Regions from separate parts of the Mus musculus genome. Here all the other regions are linked to region 1. Evidence: chromatin contacts called from public ChIA-PET and HiChIP or PLAC-seq data. All regions are on one chromosome and are shown on one strand. Each heading gives the region's core, a stretch centred on a gene start, on an enhancer-like site or on the middle of the called end of the contact. The rest is flanking DNA. Distances are from core to core; before and after follow the strand shown.

What was found. ChIA-PET counts read pairs in DNA pulled down with a chosen protein or histone mark. HiChIP or PLAC-seq counts read pairs in DNA pulled down with a chosen protein or histone mark.
Region 2: a contact with region 1 is called in an H3K4me3 HiChIP or PLAC-seq map of bone marrow-derived macrophages, with 3 times the contacts expected there. The contact joins the enhancer-like site here to the promoter of Mir22hg in region 1. A contact is called at or near these places in 1 of 39 promoter capture datasets (cranial neural crest), 7 of 115 datasets of contacts at active chromatin or transcription factors (the 230-238 cell line, bone marrow-derived macrophages, effector CD8 T cells and 4 more) and 1 of 9 other capture datasets (adipose tissue).
Region 3: an RNA polymerase II ChIA-PET map of effector CD8 T cells shows a contact between it and region 1, with 32 read pairs. The contact joins the enhancer-like site here to the promoter of Mir22hg in region 1. A contact is called at or near these places in 3 of 484 Hi-C or Micro-C datasets (CD4 T cells, the N1E-115 cell line and regulatory T cells), 7 of 115 datasets of contacts at active chromatin or transcription factors (the SCID.adh cell line, bone marrow-derived macrophages, effector CD8 T cells and 4 more) and 1 of 9 other capture datasets (liver).
Region 4: a contact with region 1 is called in an H3K27ac HiChIP or PLAC-seq map of extraembryonic endoderm stem cells. The contact joins the enhancer-like site here to the promoter of Mir22hg in region 1. A contact is called at or near these places in 4 of 39 promoter capture datasets (the C10 cell line, the HPC-7 cell line, liver and 1 more), 1 of 484 Hi-C or Micro-C datasets (natural killer cells), 5 of 115 datasets of contacts at active chromatin or transcription factors (bone marrow-derived macrophages, embryonic stem cells, extraembryonic endoderm stem cells and 2 more) and 3 of 9 other capture datasets (adipose tissue, liver and pancreatic islet).

Annotation. Positions count from the first base shown.
Region 1 is chr11:75,460,223-75,462,895 of GRCm38.p6, reverse strand. It overlaps Mir22hg (Mir22 host gene (non-protein coding)), which reads right to left and starts at 1,357. Exons shown (of 3, transcript NR_030711.1): 1 at 1,141-1,357.
Region 2 is chr11:75,230,612-75,233,284 of GRCm38.p6, reverse strand. The region is part of intron 1 of Rtn4rl1 (reticulon 4 receptor-like 1); the gene reads right to left. Among named protein-coding and RNA genes, the nearest start is that of Gm35169, 14 kb to the left of the region's middle. Within about 2 kb of position 1,309, at least 17 of the 459 cell types and tissues checked have an H3K27ac peak or open chromatin away from gene starts, as enhancers often do. A contact at or near this core is called in bone marrow-derived macrophages, where this site is marked.
Region 3 is chr11:75,281,572-75,284,244 of GRCm38.p6, reverse strand. It overlaps a transcript of Gm35117 not described here. Among named protein-coding and RNA genes, the nearest start is that of Gm35117, 8.8 kb to the right of the region's middle. Within about 2 kb of position 1,319, at least 63 of the 459 cell types and tissues checked have an H3K27ac peak or open chromatin away from gene starts, as enhancers often do. A contact at or near this core is called in the N1E-115 cell line, the SCID.adh cell line, effector CD8 T cells and 1 more, where this site is marked.
Region 4 is chr11:75,604,234-75,606,906 of GRCm38.p6, reverse strand. The region is part of intron 4 of Pitpna (phosphatidylinositol transfer protein, alpha); the gene reads right to left. Among named protein-coding and RNA genes, the nearest start is that of 4931413K12Rik, 11 kb to the right of the region's middle. Within about 2 kb of position 1,311, at least 49 of the 459 cell types and tissues checked have an H3K27ac peak or open chromatin away from gene starts, as enhancers often do. A contact at or near this core is called in embryonic stem cells, extraembryonic endoderm stem cells, pancreatic cancer cells and 1 more, where this site is marked.

The DNA.
Region 1 (2,673 bases), core at 108-2,607:
CTAGGGTGGGCAACTTTCAAATTCCAAAAGCCTCTTGGGAAGTATAAACTTTGTCGGATCTTCCTTCTCCTAGGTGATCAGTCTCTGTCCACTTCTCTCTGCCCAGGATAGCTCTGTTCAGGCCACAGGGTTCACTGGCTGCTGAGAGTTTGTGCCAAGCAGGTGCCCTTGGCTGCGGGGCGGGGTGGGCCCAGGGCACTGACCCTCTGACCAGCTGCTCCATCAACTCTCTGGCACCATGACAGCTTCTAGCCTACTCTAACAGCCAGGGTGACAGGCCAAATGAGTTGGAGACTGAAACTAGGGCCAGAGGGAGGTGGGAACGTTAGCCTAACCGGAGGCCGTGGGGAGGGGCCAAGAGTTGGCCAGGAGGTGGGGAGAGAGGGAGCCCAGCGATGACTAACCCAGGCGCCCCACCCAGCCAGCCGGCTTCCCAGGCAGTCAGGCCAAGCCCGGGCTAGGGGCCTCTCTACCGGACATACTAGGGGGGAGGTGCAAAGGTGACCTTCTCTCTGTCCAAGACAGCCAGTTAGGCTGGGAGGGGGGGTGCGGGTAGAGTTTCCAGGCACTCCTCCTGTCCGCCCCCCCAACCTCCGCCCAACCCGCGGTGAAACCCTAACCTTTGGGTTGCATAAGGCCTCCGCACCGCCGCCCCCTACTCCTTTCCCCTCCCCCCTTACATAACATCCCCGGGAGGGAACGAGAGGAGGGGCCGGACCGCCCAGCGACCCCTTCCCTGCCAGGGACTTGAACTGGCCCTGACCCAGTCAGCGCCGGTAGAGGCAATGCACCTCCGCACCCCTCGCTCGTCCAGATCCTCCCTAGGCTAAATGGTCAGCTCGGGCATCCTCAAACCAAAGGGCGTCGGGGTTAGACGCCCCCGGCCCTCTGGCCTCTCATATTCCTCCCCAGTTACTTCTCCAAACCTTCTGCCACGACTCCTGTCCGGGACTCTCTCTTTAAACGTCCAGACACACTACTCGGGAGAGTCCAGGCTCCTCTCCCAAGAGCGCCCCTGTCCCCGCCGCCCCCTCTCCCCTCCCCCAGAAGGGCAGGGTGTGGCCGTCAGGACCCTACTTTCCCCATCACCCGGTTACCGCGGTTCCCCCCGGGATGACCGGGTCCCCAGATCACACCCACCTGATGCTGGGTGCGGGGGTTGCTGTGGACAGAGGAGCAAAATCACTGCGACCTGTCCGCACGGCCGACCGCTCTGTCTCTTCCCAGCGCCCAGCACACACCGGCTCCAGTCTCCGATCAGCTGGCGGCGTCGTGACGCACGAGCTGCGAATGAACCACCCAGGGCCAATCACCGCCCATTGCTGGGCAACGTGACCACACCCACTCGGGGGCGCCAGCACCTCTGCTTACTCCCGCCCATTCAGGCGTCTGGGCTCTGATTGGCAAGGAGGCCACCCCCTTGCCTGGAGGAGCTTCTCTAAGCCACGCCTACCAACTAACCAACTGGCCAATGGCTGAAAAGGTGTGGCTAACCCTCGGCCTAGGCGACTTGCTTAGACCAGCTTTACGTCAAACTACAGTTTAAAGAGCAGAAGGAAGTATAGGCGTGTATTTTTGCAGTGCATTCCGGTCAATGAAGTTCTTACGGTGACACTCAGCTTCCCAGAATGCAGCGCGCTCTGTGAGTTGGCATTTTTAAACTGATCTCTGACTCGGTCGCGGGGAAGTCCTTAAAGGGCTACAGCCCCTCCTTCTTGGAACTTCTTTTAGCCTCAAAACTGATTCACAGGAGGCCTGAGCTAAGCGAAGGTGGAGCACGCGAAGCAACAGGAGTGAGTAGAACTAAAGATGGAAGCCAGCCACCGATGCAGCAGAACACCCGAAGTCTTTTTTTTTTTCCACAAATAGGACTTTTTTTTTTTCGGGGTATAGGGACCACTGTCACTCGCACGGCCCCAGTCTTCACTGGAGAGCTAGCTCGAGGTCTTCGGGGTATAGGGACAAATGTCACCCGCACAGGCCCAATCTTCACTGGAGGTCTAGTCTATCCCTCGTGGGTTTAGTGAAATCTTTTCTAGTGAATGTCTCGTCTTAGTCGCTGAAGAGCCCACGGCTTCTCAAGGGGCACGTTCTTAACAAAGGATTCGCCCTCACTTTTAGAGAGGAAGCGTCTTTTTAAAAATTAGGGGAAGATCTTTACCAAAGTAGTATCAACCAGAAACCCGGTTCTAAGATTAACACCCATTCAGTCCCGCCCTCCGAAACGCTTCTCTGACTCAGGCCTACTTAGGGAAGTGATTTCAAAGGTGGAGACCAATGAAGAGGCGGCTCCTTCCCTAGGGGCCAATCAGAGTCTGAAAGGCGGGGGATGGGCAAAAACCGAAATGAACCCAATGACTTGGCAAAAGCTGCTGAATTGCTTATTTAAAGGGACAAGACTGGGACCACCTCTTCACTCCCTCCCCACCCCCAAAGAGAAACTTGTGGCCTGGGGTTCTTGACTTTTGAGTCATTTCTAAGAGCATCTAAGCTTTCTAAGTGAGAGCATCTGAGACAAAGAAATGAGAGGGAAGCCTGAGATAGCCGCTTCTGTGTTAAATTAAGTATGGGCTCCACTAAGGTGACTGCTGGGCTTGCTTCAAATCCTGAGTTCAACGTTCAGAATATTGTGTCTTTAAGGAGACTTCCTGCCTTCCGCCCCAGTAACAGCTG
Region 2 (2,673 bases), core at 60-2,559, 230 kb after region 1:
AGACTGAGACAGAAGAATTGCGGTGAGTTCCAGGAAAGCCTGGACTATAGAGAGAGACAGGGTGTCAAAAACAAAACAAAAATCCACACCAGGCTGTGTATGTAGCTTGGCTGGTGGGGGGCTTATCAAGCACACACAAAGCCCAGGTTTCAATCTCTAGCATAAAGCAGACGTGGCAGCACATACTTATAAGCATTTAGGAGGTGGAGGCAGGAGGATTGGAAGTTCTAGATTAGGGGCTGGAGAGATGGCTCAGAAGTTAAAAGTACTGACTGCTCTTCCAGAGGACCCAAGTTCCGTTTCTAGCACACATATGTGGCTTGTGGCTCATAAGTGACTTCTGTTCCAGGAGAATCCAGTGCCCCTTTCTGGCCTCTGCAGGCCCCAGGCACACATATGGTGCACAGACATACATGCAGACAAAACACTACCCATGCACATAAAACAAAAATTAATAAAAGAAGTTCTGGATTATTCTCAGCAGCTACACAAGTTTGAGGCCAGCCTGGAATGCATGAGCGTGTCTCAAACAGCAAAGTGAAAATAAATATAAACAAAAGATTAATTAGTGGGTTAGCTAATTACATAGGTTCCCTGGTGAGGGGTGGGGTGGATGGCTCCTCCTTCCCTAGCTGCTTTCTGGAGCCACTCCAGCTCCCTGGGAATCTTCCATCCAGGGCACAGACCAGAACTTACAAGGGCGAGTGATGAATCAGATTCTGTTTTGGTGATTTCTCTTTGTTAGCAGATAGGATGGTCCCGGGTCATCTCCTGCTGTCTCACCTGCATGGTGACTAACCAGAGCCCATCCTGAAAACTCTATTACGTCTTATCCTGACCATGCTTCCAGAAAGGAGACTCAAGATGCCAGAAAAGAGGCTGGAGAAACCTTTCAAGATAATAAGAGTAAAGCTTTGCAGTGCCGACCCCAGGGCCAGCTTTGTGCCCTGCACCACGCCTGTAGGACCCCAAACTCAAGAGCCCAGCAAGTGCTTGTCACCACCATTTTCTAGCCAGCAAACTCGAAGCCACAGGTGCCTGCAATCAGGAAGTGGCAACCCCACAGAGCTAGATCAAATCCTTTGTCTCAGCTTCTTGCTCCCAATAGTGTTTTTCTCGCCTGGCACATAGCTGCAACCCAACAAATACCAGGAGGAGGAAGAGGAGGAGGAAGGCAGGTAGATGGGCAGTCCACAGCCTCCACGCCCTCTAGCCTCCATCTCCCAGGGAATTTGTCCAAAGCCTGGCGGGGGAGTTTTGGGACAGCAGTTGTCTCAAATACATGGCCCTACTTTGGATGCCCTGTAGGGGGCGCTCACCTCCTCTTGCACAGAGGTGGATACAGCTCCCGGGGCAGCCCTGAAAGTAGATGAGTATAGCCAATAGTTGAGCGGGAGGAACGGGAAAGAGGGTATATTAACAGGAATCAGAGACAAACCTCAGGGAGAGGTCAGCACCAGGTCCCCTTTGTGAGCTCCTTGGGGGAGAGGCGGAGGGTGGGGGTGGGGATTTTCCACAGTTCTGTCTCAATCTCCAAACAGCCTGCAACCAGAAAACTGGGCAAACATCTAATGGGGATGACACAGTAAGCCCCGTGAGGCCATTTGGTGAGAGCTATACTGAGACCCCATGTACCCATAGAGTCTTTGTTCAGTAATGTCACGTTATAAAACGATTACATTGTTCTTCCCAAGGCCTTTTACCTAACTCAGGACTCATGGTTTACTAGGCTCTTTCATAAAAGCAACACACACACACACACACACACACACACACACACACATACACACACACACACACACACACATATTCACCACCACCACCACCACCCCACACGCGCACCATTTTTAGACTTCATGAAATCTGGATCTGGCCAAAATGCCCAGATCTGGAAATTCCTTTTCCAAATAGAGGCCCACACCCTCCCATTCCCTGGATGGTGGTTGTGAGCTCTGTTCTCTGGACAGAGCAGCAAGAATTGGGTTAGAATAAGGGTTGTCAGGAGACCCTAAAACCAAGGAAATCCAGATCATGTGTTTCAGCCAGGAGGTAAGAGGGCATGGGAGGCGGCTCCCCACCCCTGACAGTGGACCCTTTGAGAGCCTGAAGGCTGTGGTTTCTACAGTATACCTGCACTCAGAACAGAGTTCTAGGGCTCTATACTTCTTTGATTGACTTGAATTTGAGTCTCACTGTATAACCCTGGCTAACGTGGAACTTGCTGTGTAGACAAGGCTGTTCTTTGTTTGTTTGTTTGTTTCTTGAGACAGGGTTTCTCTGTGTAGCCCTGGCTGTCCTGGAACTCACTTTGTAGACCAGGATTGGCCTCGAACTCAGAAATCTGCCTGCCTCTGCCTCCCGAGTGCTGGGATTAAAGGCGTGCGCCACCATGCCCGGCTTGACGAGGCTGTTCTTAAACTCACAAAAATCTGCCTGCCTCCGTCTCCCAACTTCTGGGACTAAAGCCATCATATTTGGTTTATTTTAGTTGTTTTTTGGGTTTTTTGTTTGTTTGTTTGTTGGTTGGTTGGTTTTGACAAGGTCTCTTATAGCTTGGGCTGGCTATAAACTTGACATGTAGCCAAGGGTGACCTTAAACCCCTGGGCCTTGTGCCTTTACTTCCAAAGTACTGATGGTTAAGCATGTGCCGCCACACCCAGTAATGGTGTATC
Region 3 (2,673 bases), core at 70-2,569, 180 kb after region 1:
GTCTACAGCTTCCCCAGGCCACAGGTTGCCTATAGCCCTGGAAGTTAGGAAAAGGGGCAGATTCTCCCTCAGAATTCCTTTCCTTCTTTCTTTCTTTCTTTCTTTCTTTCTTTCTTTCTTTTTTAATTAGGAATTTTCCTCGTTTACACTTTCTTTCTTTCTTTCTTTCTTTCTTTCTTTCTTTCTTATTTATTTATTTAATGTATATGAGTACATTGTATCTGTCTTCAGCGCACACCAGAAGAGGGCATCAGATCCCATTACAGATGGTTGTGAGCCACCATGTGGTTGAGAGTTGAACTCAGCACCTCTGTAAGAGCAGTCAGTGCTCTTAATTGCTGAGCCACCTCTCCAACCCAGAATTTTTTTCTTTAAAGTGTGTGTGTGTGTGTGTGTGTGTGTGTGTGTGTGTACGTATGTATGTATGTATGTATGTATGTATGTATGTATGTATGTATGTATGTATTAGAAGAGAGCTTTGGAGCTCAGAAGTCATAGTTAGTTGTAAGCTGCCCAACATGGCTGCTAGGAACAGAGCTCAGGTCTTCTGGAAGATCAGCAAGCATACTTAACTACCAGGCCATTTCTCTAGCCCTTCCCTTGGAGTTTTTAAATAGCATGTGTAACCTGCGGTCCATGAATGTGTCCCAGGGTAGCTATGGATGCAGCCCAACACATCTGCAGACCACAGCATCATGTCACAGTGTGAAAAGGTTGAACACCCAGGAACCAACCCTGCCACACACAACCTTGAGCTAGATTTCTAGTCTCAATGGCATGAATTTCTGTCTGTGGTTTTCCTCTACTCTGCTTATGACCATTTATCGGTGCAGCCATAGGAAACTCAGACAGCCTGTCCCTCTGCCATCTTGAATTCTCTCTGGTTGGGTCGACCAGGAGAGTCCATTGTATTTGCTGGCATTGGGACTCCTGCCTCCCAGATAGAACCCTCATCTCTTTACACAGTCCTTACACTCCTTTACCCTCAAATGCCTCCTGCTCTTGCCTTGCTTCTAGTCAGATACAACCACATTGTGTGTTTAGTGCCTGGGTTCCTATCACTCGTTCACATCTCAACAGCAGCACCAGGAACACAGGGCCATCTGCACAGGCCCCAGGTCCTACATGGAAAAGGCACACAACCCACAGGAAGGACATTTCCAAAAACCACCTTGAAAAGAGAGAGAGGCAGGAGGGGAGGAGGGATGCAGCCCAAGGCTCTCAGCCATTTTCTGCCAGCCGTGAATCTACTCTGTTTGGACCTGGATACAGCTGTTGTCATCCACTTCCCTCCGCATCTCACTCTGAGCCACAACAGCCAAGTACTGGTTGTCACGGGCAGTGAGTTGTCATGCTGAAAAACACTTTGATCAGAGTTGGCACCACACTCTGCTCTTGAAACAAAGTTTTTCTTTCGTTTGGGTGTTTTGATCTTGAAAGCACCGGGGAGATAAGCTGGCTGAGCCAGCGGTGACATACCTTCAGAGGCAAACTTGAGCCAACACTGTTTTTCAGGAGCAGATCAACCCAAGAGGGGTCTGGACCACGTGAGGGTGGGGGGAGTGGCAATGCTGGGTGACCCCGCCCTTCCCTCTGCGGGTTACAGACAGGAGAACAGCAGAGCTAAGGTAACGGTCCGGCTGTTCCGACTGAAGCTGACGCCCCAGGATTAGCATGGAAATAGAAGCATCATTCTTTAGGGAACCTCTGTTGACATCTCCCTCACACATCAATATTGGAGAATCAGGCCTGGCTTGTGCTCTAAGGACAGATGATCCATTCATTCATCCTGTCTCCTGGCAGGTGGCAACTCAAGAAGCTCTTGTGGCGGGCCCTGTTGTGCCGGGCCCTGTTGCCACAGGGTTATATGCGCGCGGACCGTCATGGATTCTCTCGGCCAGGTTTGGCCGCAGATCCGAACCTAATATGAACTTTTCTGGCTTTCTCTTTCATTCCTCTTTTTCTTATATTTCTTCCAACGTGATTTTCTGGGTAAGGGCAACAAGCCCTGTAAGCTGCTGCAAATGAAAGAGCTGTCAGGAAAGAAGTGGGGGGTGGGGAGTGAGGGCGGGGGCGGGGGTGGGGAGACCCAGAGCTGCCCAGCAGCAATTACCGGAAGGTGTGTCCCCACCCTCCCTCAGCTCAGCAGGTGAGCTCTACCCGTGCCAGCCTAATTGCCACCCGTCCACAGCCCTGCATGGTAACAAGGAACTGAAGCACCAGGACACTCTTTAAATGACGCAACATTTAAATAACATCCATTTACCTTTCACGCACCTATGCTTCGCTCCTTAATTACTAGCAGCGTCTGATTTCCTAGGAAGCCTTTTACCTACGGAATTCATTTCCTCAGCCTCCCCCATAGAGAGGCTGCAGCCCCCGGTGTACCGTGGTTTTCGGGTGACAGACCTCACGGGGCAGGAGGTCATGATCTGTAAGGAGGCCAGGGAGAGGCTGAGAGTGGGCTGCTGTCATCCTGGCAAGGCAGCGTGCTTGATGGAGTCCTCAGCAGCGGAGAGGGAGGGGGTGCTGCCGTGCCACGCAGGAAGCTGCGGCATGAAGTGTAAATATGATGATTGTTGTCTCTTTCACGGGAGGTAAATAAATCAGCTCCGTGTAGACTTGAGAGGTGGCTGGCGATGCTGTGTACTTACATGGCATCCCGAGTCTGGC
Region 4 (2,673 bases), core at 62-2,561, 140 kb before region 1:
ATGTTAGTATATAAGCCTCTGAATTCTGAAAACACCGGGTCTCTGAACCCATGAGGGTGAGGACCCTGGTCTTGGCCTTTAGTGTTGTCTCTGGTGACTAACTTCCCAGAAATTTTCTCCAACCCTACATTCCCTTCCAAACATCTCTGTATCCATAGCAACCACACAGGGCTTTCCTAACAAGACTAACAATGTACTTTATCTTAGAGAGGGTTTTTTGAGATGGTCTTGCTGTGTACCCAAGGCTAGTCTTGAAGTTGTGACTCTCCTGCCTCAGCTTTCTAAATGCTAAGTTATAAGCAATCACCACCATACCCAATCTCTTTTTTTTTTTTTTTTAGATTTATTTATTTACTATATGTAAGTACACTGTAGCTGTCTTCAGACACTCCAGAAGAGGGCATCAGATCTTGTTACAGATGGTTGTGAGCCACCATGTGGTTGCTGGGATCTGAACTCCTGACCTTTGGAAGAGCAGTCGGGTGCTGTTACCCACTGAGCCATCTCACCAGCCCCGCCCAATCTCTTAATATGGTATTCTGAAACCCTGACTTAGTGGTACTGTCCCAGCTGAGGGCTAAGGATTGAGGGAGGAGACAAGGAACCAAATATTTCTCCTCTTCCTATTTTCATTTATCAGTCTGCCCTGTCAGCTTCAGGAGAGAAGAGAAATGAAGTAAGAGAACAGAAAAACTTCATGATGAACAGAGCTTATCAAATCTGCTTCACTGCTCCCAGAATAAAGTGGAGCCTTCCAAAGGCAGGGGTGGGAGAGCCCACACGCTTATCCACCTCTCCTCAACTTTAGACGGACTAGGGCCTGGCTAAAGTGCTGCCAGCACTGGTGACCCCCAGGGAAGGCCAGCAAGGAGCCTTCCATATCTGTTCTCTCTTACGTAAAAGGAGGTAAGGGACGAGCAGCCCAGGACCCAGCGTGGTCCTCTGCACCAGTGGGTTCCACTCGGAAACTGGCAGCTACTAAGAAGGTAGCCTTCCCTCCCACACCCACTGCCACCTCCTCTTCATGGAGGACTTAGAAATTATAGTTTTCTTTCTTTTGCCAGGAATCGATGTGAGCGCTAACATTCACTGTGTAGAAGGCTGCCATGCCAGCTGCAGCAATCCTCCCAAGAGTTACAGAGCAGACAGTGGCGTCCCTCACTTGGCACAAGTGGGGCACCCAGAACCCCATGCTAAGCTTGCCTCAACCTGACTAAGGTTCTTATAGCTCATGCTCAATAGGACTCTTAGGCATGGAGGAATGCCACCTTTGTCCCTATACTAGACACACCCTGCCACAGTCACTGTCTCTGTTCCTCCCTTATTTGCAGTGGTAGAGAGCAAACCCAGGGCCTTGGGCTAGGTAAGCTCTCTACCACTCAACTACGAGGGAGGAATGAGGACAGGAAGGGGTGTGGCTAAAGCAGAGTCTTTACACAGACCAAGCTTAAACTTAACAGAATCCCAGCTGTTTCCCAGGTCATAGGATTGCAGGAGTGTACCACCACACCTGGCTCTTGCACACTTCTTTTCAAAACAGGAAGACAGCTCAGCATGGTGCTGCAGGCCTGTTATTTAAGTACTTACAAGGTACAAAGCCAGGAGGATCAGGAGTTCAAAACCAGTCCCAAGCTATAAGGCCAGCCTGGGCTACAGACACACAGAGCAGGTAACAGCTTCCTGTCCACTGTATAAGTAGTAGTAAAATTTGCATTTTCAGTTATAGCAATAAACCTATCAATAGCCTAGGTCCCATCATTATGTATCTCCTGATACAAGGTCCTTGAAGTTGTTAGTGGAAGACTGGAGAGAGCAATGACTTCAGTCATTCCCAAAGTCCACAAGATAAGGACACACTTGGGTCACATAAGGATCACATGCCTATCAAATACAATCTAGGGAATGACTCGGTACAGTTGAGCAGAGGCAGGTGGGACCAGAGCCGGACTGACTGTGCCAACAAACGAAGGCTACCAAGAGGAAGGAACACCGACCTTGGAGGTGGGTTCAGTGGCCATCTAGGGCTTCCTCACATGTGAGTCAGTGCCAGCACCGATTTTTGTTTTTTTTGGTTTTTTTGGAAGACCAAAAATAAAAAAGGATTCCTGTGTATTACCAGTGCATCTCCTCTCACACACTGCATCTCTGAATTATAACACCTAACAGAATGAACACTGTTATACTCTATTGTTCAGACTTTTTTGTATTTTGTTTTGAAGTTGAATTTTTATTTTTATCTTTTAAAGACAGTTCTCCTTATGTAGCCCTGGCTAGGCTTGAACTCCCTATATAGACCAGGATAGCCTCAAACACACAAAGATCCACCTGCCTCCCTCTCACAAGTGCTAGGATCAAAGGCTTGGACGACCAAGCCCAGTGTGTCTCCCAAATATTTTTGATCTGAGTTTATAGAGTTTGTGGATGTGGAGCCCACAGATACAGTTGGCCAGCTATGCATTCACATGATGGTGAATTCACACTTATGCTGCTACTGTAAATATTAAGAAGCTTTAGGGGTGCTGGAGAGAGGGCTCAGTGGTTAGGGTCACTCACTGCAATTGCAGAGGAACAGAATTCAGTTCCCAGCATCCACAAAGCAGTTCATAGCCTTTTGTGACTCCAGTTCTGGGGATGCAATGCCTTCTTTTAGCCTCTGTAGGCATCAGAAGCACA